3 separate regions of the Mus musculus genome follow, and all the other regions are linked to region 1. The links are chromatin contacts, called in public HiChIP or PLAC-seq and promoter capture Hi-C maps. All regions are on one chromosome and are shown on one strand. Each heading gives the region's core, a stretch centred on a gene start, on an enhancer-like site or on the middle of the called end of the contact. The rest is flanking DNA. Distances are from core to core; before and after follow the strand shown.

Region 1 (3,314 bases), core at 213-2,712:
GAAGTCAAGGCCTCTCGACAACAGGGAAGAAGAATTTGAAGAGTGACAGCAATATTCGACACCCTCTTCAATCAGGATGTTCAGGTGGTAAATGGGGAAGGCACATACAACAGAGTTGGGACCCATGCCAGAGCCACCATCCTTGACGGTCACAAAGACCCCAAAAAGCACTTCCTGGCCCTCTGAAATGCTCAGTTCCACAGCCAGTTTGGCATCCACTGGAGCAGAGTGGGCTGCCTGAAGCACTGGGTAGGGCTGTGTGCCCTCCGGGGCTCCACGGCGCCGGCGTTTAGGTGCAAAATGACAGTCCAAGACCAGCTCCCGGTAGTCACCAATCTCTGGCTCTACAGCATTGAGCCGGACCAGACGTGTATGCAAGGCACTGGGAGGGCTTGTGACACTGATGGGCTGGACAGTCAGAAAGTAGACAAAATCCCCCGAGTGGAAGCTGTACACATATTTGATGAGGTAGGAGGCCAAATATTTGGGCAGCACCGACAGCGACGGAAAACCTGGTTGGAATCCAGAAGTATCAGACTTTAGACGACGGATGGACACCGAGCGGGGGCTAAAGCTAGCGGCCAACTCTGGGTCTAGCGAAGATGCCACATAGAAGTAGGAAGCATGCCCCTGCTCCACCACAGTCACACGAGTGCCCAGGGGGCTAGCCACACAGTCCGTGCAGGCCTCAGGCTTGTTATTGTTTGCTGAGAATAGGCAGGCTGGAGCTGCTAAGTGCAGGGCTTTCCCCCGAGGCTCCAGCTCATGCAGGAAGCAGCGGCCCTGTAGGGTTGAGCCACAGCTGACCAGGGCTGGCAAACCTGGCTCCATCACTAGCACCAGTGTGTCTGTGTCCTTTGGTGGTCCATGAGGGCCTGGACCACAGCTCGCACAAGTCTGGCAGCCAGGGTTCCCGATAGGGCCAGTGGTCAGGTTCTCTATGAACTGCAGGTCAGGCCCAAGCACGTGCAGGTGATTGCGTGTGGCCACAAACACCGCACTATTTGTACTGTCCTCGTAGGCTGCGGTGGCCTGTACCCGGCCCCCCGCGGAGAAGCTGGGGACCACGTACTTGACACTGAAGTCTCGGGAGGCTGCGTAGGGTATTCGTGGGCACTGCCAGTTCAGGTTGGTGGACGCCGCCGACAGCCGCAAAAGAAGCATTAGCAGAAGAGAGGATTGAAGCAGCGGCAGAGGCAGCCCCATTGAGCTGGGGCCCCTTGGGAATCCCAGAAGGTCCAGGACTTGATCGAACCAGACTCAGGGTCCGAGCTGAGACCAGCTTTACGCAGCGGTACTGAAAGCTCCTGGGCAGCTGCCCCCCTGCCCTGGTCCCTGGCAAACCCAACCTTTCTCTCTGGCTTGTGGTCTGAGCACCTGGCTGTGGACCCACGGACACGGCAATGGCACGATCACCTCACCAGGGGCCCCAGCTGCTGCTTCTAGCTGCCGCTGCTACAGCTACTTGGATCAAAGTCGAAGGGAGGTGGGCCCCAGTGGGTGCGGCAGGGCTGGGGGCGGGGCTACGGGCGGAGCCCTGTCGAAGGCCCTGCTTTCTTTCCAGCTCTGTCTGACTCTTTCCAGCTGTGAGAAGGCTGTTGTTGTGACCTGGGAAGGAGTATTCCTGAACCATCCTATATCCCCACAACCCATCTGGTTGAGGTTAGAACGCTGCAGGACAATCTGGCTCCTCTCTCCTCATGGCCCTCTTTCATAGGAACACTGTCAGGCACTAGTTCACCATGTGGGGAACGGAGACGGAGACCAGGAATGCACTGGACAGAGTAATGCGGGGGTGGGGGCGCTGCAGAAAGGGATACATGGAACAGACCTTGTGTGGTCAGAGATCATCTTTCCATGTGCCTATTCAGAGAAGTGTCAGAGAAAGGTATGTTGTGCCCTGTCCTGTGTGCCAAGACCCATAAAGATTAATGGAGTCTGACCCGCCCTGGGTGGTAATACTTAGAGGAGGTAACTTCTGTGAAGACCTAGCCCTCTGGCTCGGATCCTGTCACTGTGGCCTCAGCATGAGAAGGCATATATGGGACAGAAGGGAAGAGTGACGGTAGAAAATGCCTCTCCTCCGGTGCCCTGGTACAGGAGAGGTGTGGTCTTTGAATTCCGGGGCACCTCTGATCCGCTCCTTGCTTTGTGGACCCAGTGTCTCTGAAACACGAATGTAGCTGTAGTTGGTTGGAATCCAGAGTCCTCTTTCCAGGATGGGTGAAGCCCATTCTGCTTTGCCACCTCTCTTTCCCGGGACTCAGCCGCTGTCTCTTGGTAAGACGCTTTCTCAATACCTCAGGGTAATGGAGCAGGAAGAGGTATTCTTAGCCAGGCAGCTGCCTTAGCTCCGTGAACCTGGGCTCTTGAGGGCTCCTCACAGGGTGGTCATAGGCAGTTTTGAGTCCCTAGGCAGCAGAGAATAAGAGAGCTGGGGAGGGAGGAACCCACCCTGGGGAATTCTACCTTTTCTACTCCACGCCCAGGACAAACTTCACTGCCTGCTTCTCCTTTCTAACATGGCCTTAGCTAGTGCTCCATCCCTTCATCCTTTCATAGTCGAGATGGTATTATCCTAGGATGCCTTTTTTGTTTTGTTTTGTTTTGTTACATAGAAACAGGGTTTCTCTGGGCAAAATAGGTTTTTCCTGGCTGTCTTGGAGTTCACTCTGTAGACCAGACTGCCCTCAAACTCAGAGATCCACCTGCTTCAGCCTTTCAGCCTTCCAAGTACTAGGACTAAGTATTGGGCATGTGTGCTACCATGCTGCTGTTGCTGCTGCTTCTCCTTCTCTTTCTCCTTCAGATTTATTTATTTATTTCATGTATGTGAGTACACTGTTGCTGTCATCAGACACACCAGAAGAGGGCATCAGATCCCCATTACAGAGGGTTGTCAGCCACCATGTGGTTGCTGGGAATTGAACTCAGGACCTATGGAAGATCAGTCAGTGTTCTTAACCACTGAGCCATCTCTCCAGCCCCAGCTTTTTTTTTTAATAGCATTAATTAAAATCATCAAAAAATATGGAACCCTTCACAGATCTGCGAGTCACCCTTGCACAAGGGACATGCTAATCTCTGTACTGTATAAAAAAGAAGGCCTTTTATATCCAGCCTGCGGAAGATGTATCTCATGGGCCACCAAGAGCTTGGGCTTAGTACACACTCCCAACACAGTTTGTGTTCTTCTTCCATCCCCAGGGTAGGACTCCCCAGCTCAGAAATGAATAAATAACACAAAGCAAAACATGGCACCCCTCCAGTATTCCACGGTCAACATGTCTAAAGATAGTCATGCAGAGAAAACT
Region 2 (3,314 bases), core at 436-2,935, 230 kb before region 1:
GAAATTGTTCTTTGATCTCCAAACACAAGCCATGACAACACACACACAAAGACACCACAGAGACAGACACACACATAGACACACATAAACACACATAAACACACACAGACACACACAAACACACACAGACAGACACAAATACAGACACAGACATACAGACAGACACACAGACAGACACACAGACAGATACACATACAGACACACATACATACACACACACATACACACAGAGAGACAGACAAACACACAGACACAGACAGACACACAGACACACATAAAGACACACACAGACACATACAGACACACATAGACAGACACACACATATACACATACACACAGACACATGCATACACACACACACACACACACACACACACACAGACACATAGACAGACACACATACACACAGACACACACACACACAGAGTAAACAAAGAAAACTGTTTGAAAATGTAAATAAAACACTAGAGGAAAGAGTATGGTCAGGACCTTATCTACTCCAGGCTTAGCCGTTGCTGAGGCAGAGGCAGAGGCAGAGGCAGAGAGGCAGAGAGGCAGAGAGGCAGAGAGGCAGAGAGGCAGAGAGGCAGAGAGGCAGAGAGGCAGAGAGGCAGAGAGGCAGAGAGGCAGAGAGGCAGAGAGGCAGAGAGAGAGGCAGAGAGAGAGGCAGAGAGAGAGGCAGAGAGAGAGGCAGAGAGAGAGGCAGAGAGAGAGGCAGAGAGGCAGAGAGAGAGGCAGAGAGGCAGAGAGGCAGAGAGGCAGAGAGGCAGAGAGGCAGAGAGGCAGAGAGGCAGAGAGGCAGAGAGGCAGAGAGGCAGAGAGGCAGAGAGGCAGAGAGGCAGAGAGGCAGAGAGGCAGAGAGGCAGAGAGGGAGGCAGAGAGGGAGAGAGGCAGAGAGGGAGAGAGGCAGAGAGGGAGAGAGGCAGAGAGGGAGAGAGGCAGAGAGGCAGAGAGGCAGAGAGAGAGGCAGAGAGGCAGAGAGAGAGGCAGAGAGGCAGAGAGAGAGGCAGAGAGGCAGAGAGAGAGGCAGAGAGGCAGAGAGAGAGGCAGAGAGGCAGAGAGAGAGGCAGAGAGGCAGAGAGAGAGGCAGAGAGGCAGAGAGAGAGGCAGAGAGGCAGAGAGAGAGGCAGAGAGGCAGAGAGGCAGAGAGAGAGGCAGAGAGGCAGAGAGGCAGAGAGGCAGGAGAGGCAGAGAGAGAGGCAGAGAGGCAGAGAGAGAGGCAGAGAGGCAGAGAGGCAGAGAGGCAGAGAGGCAGAGAGGCAGAGAGGCAGAGAGGCAGAGAGGCAGAGAGGCAGAGAGGCAGAGAGGCAGAGAGGCAGAGAGGCAGAGAGGCAGAGAGGCAGAGAGGCAGAGAGGCAGAGAGGCAGAGAGGCAGAGAGGCAGAGAGGCAGAGAGGCAGAGAGGCAGAGAGGCAGAGAGGCAGAGAGGCAGAGGCAGAGGCAGAGGCAGAGGCAGAGGCAGAGGCAGAGGCAGAGGCAGAGGCAGAGAGGCAGAGGCAGAGAGGCAGAGGCAGAGAGGCAGAGGCAGAGGCAGAGGCAGAGGCAGGCAGGCAGGTCTAACTTACTGCCCCCATCCTTAACCTCATGACAAGCCCTGGGCTTGGATGCTTACCGAAGGTGGGTTGTGCAAAGAAGGAAGGGAGCCAATGTAATGGTCTAAGCCTCTCCCTTTAATGTCTGCATCCCACTGCTTCCAGCAAAGGCCAGGACACCAGATGGCCTGGGGGTGGAGCTATGAGCAGCACAGAGTCCTCAGCCCTAGCCAGCAGCCTGTCCCCTTTCCTCTGCCCCATCCAGGCCACACTGCTGTTTGGGCCAGATTCAAATGAGGCACAGGTGTCCTAAAGGCATGGGATGAGGCCTCCTCCAGGAGGAGATGACTACAGTGCTTCCCTCTAACCCTAAATAAAGTGGAAGTGGACCTCCAGGCAGGCTGGGGCAGGAAAGGGATCTTAGCCACCATGTGCCTAGTCCTTAGGCCATTTGCCTTATAGAAGCCCCCCTGATTAAAAAATAACAGCAACAGCAAAACCATTCAGTCAACAGGGGAAAGTCCTCCAAGCTTCTAGGAGCTCTTAGGCAGCCAGCCCTGGTGTTAGAACGCGGCCCCAGGCTGCCTGTTTTCTGGAGACAGGGCCGACCTTAACTGTATCTGTAGGATGGAGAGCAGAGACACGGGAGAGACAAGAGTGCTGTTGCATGGGCTGTTTTGTGGCTGAGGCCATCAGGCATGGAGTGCTGGCACTGAAGAGCCTAGGCATCAACCAAACAGGAATGGGAAGGATCCAGAGCAGAACAATGCAGCTCACCACTAAATCATATATTGTTTTTTTTTAAAGATTTATTTATTTATTTATTTATTATATGTAAAGTACACTGTAGCTGTCTTCAGACGCACCAGAAGAGGGCATCGGATCTCATTACGGGTGGTTGTGAGCCACCATGTGGTTGCTGGGATTTGAACTTCCGACCTTCGGAAGAGCAGTCGGGTGCTCTTACCCACTGAGCCATCTCACCAGCCCTAAATCGTATATTGTTATATGTAAAGCCAAGTGAAACAGGACAGAGACAGTGGAGTAAAGACGGCCAAGAAAAGGGGGGATGAGATGGCTCAGTGGGTAAAGTTACTTGCTGCCAAACCTGATGGACCGAGTTCAACTCCCAGGACCTACAGGGTAGAAGAAAACTGGTTCTTGCAAAAGCTGTGATACATGCCCACACAGGCACACACAGACCCTCAAGTAGTCAGAGCAAACTTGCCAAAAAAAAAAAAAAAAAAAAAAAAAAAAAAAAAAAAAAAAAACCACACACACACACAACCAAGTTGGAGGGGACTGGAGTGATGGCTTTGTGGTTAAGAGCACTTGCTGCTCTTCCAGAGGACCAGGGTTCAGTTCTCAGTACTGGGATCGGGTGGCATAGCTGCCTGTAACTCCAGCTCCTGGAGATTCGATGCCCTCTTCTGCTCTCCACAAGTACTGTGCATGTGCACACACACATAAGAGTAAATAAAAAAAATTTCAAACAAGAAAAAGTGAGATCCTGACTCAAAAAGGTAAATAAACACAAAATCAAGCTAGGCACAGGATGCTCATCTTTAATCCCACCAGTCTCCAGGCAGAGGCAAGCAGATTTCTCAGTTCAAGACCAGCCTGGTCTACAAAGTTAGTGCCAGGACAGCCAGCGCTACCACAGAGAGAAACCCTATGTAAAAAGAGAAAAGGAAAGGAAAGGAAAGAAAGAAAGGAAAAGAAAAAACAAAATCAGAACAACAACAAAACCCCCAAATCTCCCAAATTTCACATATACATTTA
Region 3 (3,314 bases), core at 558-3,057, 130 kb before region 1:
AAGCCCTGAGTTCACTCCTCAGCACTACAAAACTAGGCATGGCTGTAAATGCCTGTAATCTCGGCACTCAGGACCAAGAAGGTTAGAAATTCAAGATTCTACTACTTTGCAGCCCTTCCCACAAACAAAGTAGAAGGTTCCCATCTGCCTCTGTGTCTCTGTCTCTGTCTCTGTCTCTCTCCAGTGACTTTTCAACAAGGGGTTGAAGTACCTGGTGTTCATAGGCCACTGCCACTCCCACAGGTATGGCCTCCCTTTTATGTTTATCATACTTGATGAATGAATAAAACAAAAGATGGTATATCCATATGATAGGATGTTCAGCCATAGAAAGTAATACAAGGCTGGGCCCCCATCCAGACCTGAAACTCGTTTGAGTTTGCTGGGCAAGTGTTTCCTAAAGTGGACCTGCGTCTGCTTTTCAGAAGTGGGGAAGGGATGATAGGCTTGGCTGGATTCCTGTAGTTTAGTTTAGTTTAGTTTAGTGATCCCAGCATCTGAGTGGCAGAAATGGGAGATTACTGTATGCTTTGGATTAGCCTGGTCTACATATGAATTCTATGCCAGCCACCAGAGTACACAGTGAGATCTTGTCTCACAAACAACAAAACCGTACAGACAACATGCTAACAGATTAATATTCTCTCTCTCTCTCTCTCTCTCTCTCTCTCTCTCTCTCTCTCTCTCTCTCCCCCCGCCCCTCTCGGTTTTTCAAGATAGGGTTTCCTCTGTGTAGTCCTGATTGTCCTGGAACTCTGCATGTAAACCAGGCTGGCCTTGAAATCATGAAAATCTTCCTGTTTCTGCCTCCCAAGAACTGGGATTAAAGGCGCGTGTTCTTATGCCTGTGTGCACCATGGATGTGGAGGTGGCTGCAGAGACCAGAAGGCAACACTCAGTGCCCTGGAGCTTTTGTGAGCTGCCAGATGTGGGGTGCTGGGAACTCAACTTGGGTCTTCTGGAAGTACAGGAAGCATTCTTAACTCCATTCCTCCCCCAACCCCAACTCATGGTCTCACTATGAGTCCAAGCTATTCTGCAACTTGTTATGCAGCACATGCTGTGTTCACACACCCAATGATCCTCCTGCCTCAGCTTCCAGAGTGCTAGGATTACAAGCATGCATCATCATGCTTTGACTGCCAACACTTTATTCTCTAGCCTCTGGATTATATTTAATTTAGTAGAAGCTAACTAATGTCACAAATAATACACAGAATAATATCAAGAGACATAATTCTGAGAAAAACCAATGCCCAGTATAAATACAGGAAGCATGGAAAAGATAATATTATCAGATTCTCAGAGTTTGAACAAAAGCCACTGGGTAACCTAGTCTGTATGGTCTATCATCACTCTCATGCTCAGACATCCTATAGGTTTGAGACTTAAAAGGAAGTTAAATAACCTATTGCCATGAACACAGGGCACCCTGCTTCTAAAGAGCTGACAGAGTTTCAGTTTCTCTTAACTGGGTTTAGCCACACCCAGAAAGCAACATCACTGAGGTGGTAAAATGCATCAGGGAGGCCATATCAGTGTGAGTAACCCATGACCACCAGCCACCCCCACACTACCTCCACCCCACTGTTGGGAACCATATTCTTTAATCATGTGTCAGGATGAGAGGACTGAGCTAGGCTGACTCCATGACAGGCTACAAAATGCCAGTTCAAGGAACTAGGTGTAAGTTTCTGATTCCCAGAACTGAACAAACCAGTTCAGGCAAGAGCCACAGCACACAGGCAGCCAGTCAGGAACTGCCCCACCATCTGGCCTGAGCCAGGAACTGTTCATCAGCAACAGTTCTAGAAAGTCCCCAGCCCCCAGCAATGGTTCCGGAAAGCCCCTAGAGCCCTAACCAAGCCCAGAGTCACCTGTACCCCTAGAGATAGAGCGAACCAGTAAGGGTAAAGATCACTCACCGACTACTCCCTGGAATTTCCCTAATCAGCTTTAAATTGAGCCTGTGCGCTCACTTCCAAGTTGCTGTTTTGATGAATGGTTGACCCTGCATGCTGGTAATTTCTGCAGAATAAACCCTCTTTCTTTGCATATTACTTGAGTCTGGGTTCTTCCTTCAGTGGTTCTTGGACCGTAACATTTGGGCGCTCATCCAGGATTGCTGCTGCCCCCCTACCCTTGTTAGCTGAGCAGGTTTTTGTTTTTGTTTTTTTTAGGGAAGCAATTGGTTCTCCACCAATTGGTAAGCTGAGGTGCTTCTGTCTGTCCTGTGTCTTTGTGTTTTGTCTTTTGTCCTGTCTTGCTTGGAGTTGTCTTTTGCTCTGTTCAGTGTAGGGTGATTTTTTTTAAGGCCAACTCCAGCGACCTCTCAGTGGCAGTGGGAGCATTGGAGAACTCCAGCCAAACACAGTGTTTGGTGAAGGCTAGTGAGTTATCCTGATAGGTGGGGCATGATACCAGGAGAGGCCACCATCAGCTTCATTTGGTTTCTTTTTCCAACACCTACAGACTTATTGTGTGCTTTGTGTGGTTGTGATTTATTTGTTCTCCCCTATTACTTTGAGAGACACCATGGGCCGACCAGCCAGCTCCACTCCATTGACTAGGTTCAAGTGCAATTACACTTGAAGGACTTCAAATGCCTGACAAAAAAAATCTAAGTGTAACTGTATGGTTGGGAAACTAACTATCTTTGGCAGGAACGAGTGGCCAGCAGGTCCACCACCCTTGGGGACTGATGCGCATCACTATCTGTAAAACTCAGTCTCTCCTCCATCAAAACTCTGACTATGGGACGTCTGGGTCTGCAGAAATGGTTGTTTACCCCCTGACTTAGTTTTAACTCATTTCAAGAATTTTTAGAAAAAAGTGACTAAATCGGGACAACAAAAACTGACAAGTTGGTGCTGTCCCCAGAGCCCTGCCTCCTGCCTGGATCAAAATGGCAGTAAGCCAGGGGCTATGTGCAGGCTGCTCTTAAAGGGGTCAGCAGCTTCTCAGCCTCCCTGGTAAGTAATCTGACAGCTACAAAACATCTATGCCCATGAGAACTGGATTCAACAAGTAGCAAGGTATTCCGTTCTTAAAATTACAGCTTAAAAAAATTGTCTGTTTTAAATGTATAAATATATGTGGCCACTGCATGTTTATTTTTGACCAGTCTTAAATATGTAAGTTTAATATAATCTTCATGTCTTATTTACAAAATATTAATTTATAATTTATGATATATAGTTAATAATCTACAGTATCAGTAACAGAAAGTTGGTTTAAAACAACTCAGGGTTAAAATCATCCTGGGCAACAACACATGTTATGAGTCAACCAAGGTCTCTAAAGAGACTTTTAAA

Evidence for each region. Promoter capture Hi-C pulls out the DNA fragments that hold promoters and counts their contacts. HiChIP or PLAC-seq counts read pairs in DNA pulled down with a chosen protein or histone mark.
Region 2: a contact with region 1 is called in a promoter capture Hi-C map of fetal liver, with 8 times the contacts expected there. The contact joins the promoter of 4930447F24Rik here to the promoter of Mst1r in region 1. A contact is called at or near these places in 6 of 39 promoter capture datasets (3T3-L1-derived adipocytes, the C10 cell line, embryonic stem cells and 3 more), 2 of 115 datasets of contacts at active chromatin or transcription factors (embryonic stem cells and pancreatic cancer cells) and 3 of 9 other capture datasets (embryonic stem cells, liver and pancreatic islet).
Region 3: a contact with region 1 is called in an H3K27ac HiChIP or PLAC-seq map of embryonic stem cells, with 4 times the contacts expected there. The contact joins the enhancer-like site here to the promoter of Mst1r in region 1. A contact is called at or near these places in 5 of 39 promoter capture datasets (the 3T3-L1 cell line, 3T3-L1-derived adipocytes, embryonic stem cells and 2 more), 24 of 484 Hi-C or Micro-C datasets (the AML12 cell line, the C10 cell line, the G1E-ER4 cell line and 17 more), 41 of 115 datasets of contacts at active chromatin or transcription factors (the 230-238 cell line, DN3 thymocytes, the NIH/3T3 cell line and 26 more) and 4 of 9 other capture datasets (adipose tissue, embryonic stem cells, liver and 1 more).

Annotation. Positions count from the first base shown.
Region 1 is chr9:107,905,037-107,908,350 of GRCm38.p6, reverse strand. It overlaps Mst1r (macrophage stimulating 1 receptor (c-met-related tyrosine kinase)), which reads right to left and starts at 1,462. Exons shown (of 19, transcript NM_009074.2): 1 at 1-1,462. The coding sequence starts at 1,206. It also overlaps the pseudogene Gm23856.
Region 2 is chr9:108,132,089-108,135,402 of GRCm38.p6, reverse strand. 4930447F24Rik (RIKEN cDNA 4930447F24 gene) reads right to left here and starts at 1,685. Exons shown (of 3, transcript NR_126078.1): 1 at 1,613-1,685. The region is part of intron 2 of Bsn (bassoon); the gene reads left to right.
Region 3 is chr9:108,033,929-108,037,242 of GRCm38.p6, reverse strand. The region is part of intron 3 of Ip6k1 (inositol hexaphosphate kinase 1); the gene reads right to left. Among named protein-coding and RNA genes, the nearest start is that of Gmppb, 14 kb to the left of the region's middle. Within about 2 kb of position 1,807, at least 89 of the 459 cell types and tissues checked have an H3K27ac peak or open chromatin away from gene starts, as enhancers often do. A contact at or near this core is called in the 230-238 cell line, the G1E-ER4 cell line, embryonic stem cells and 4 more, where this site is marked.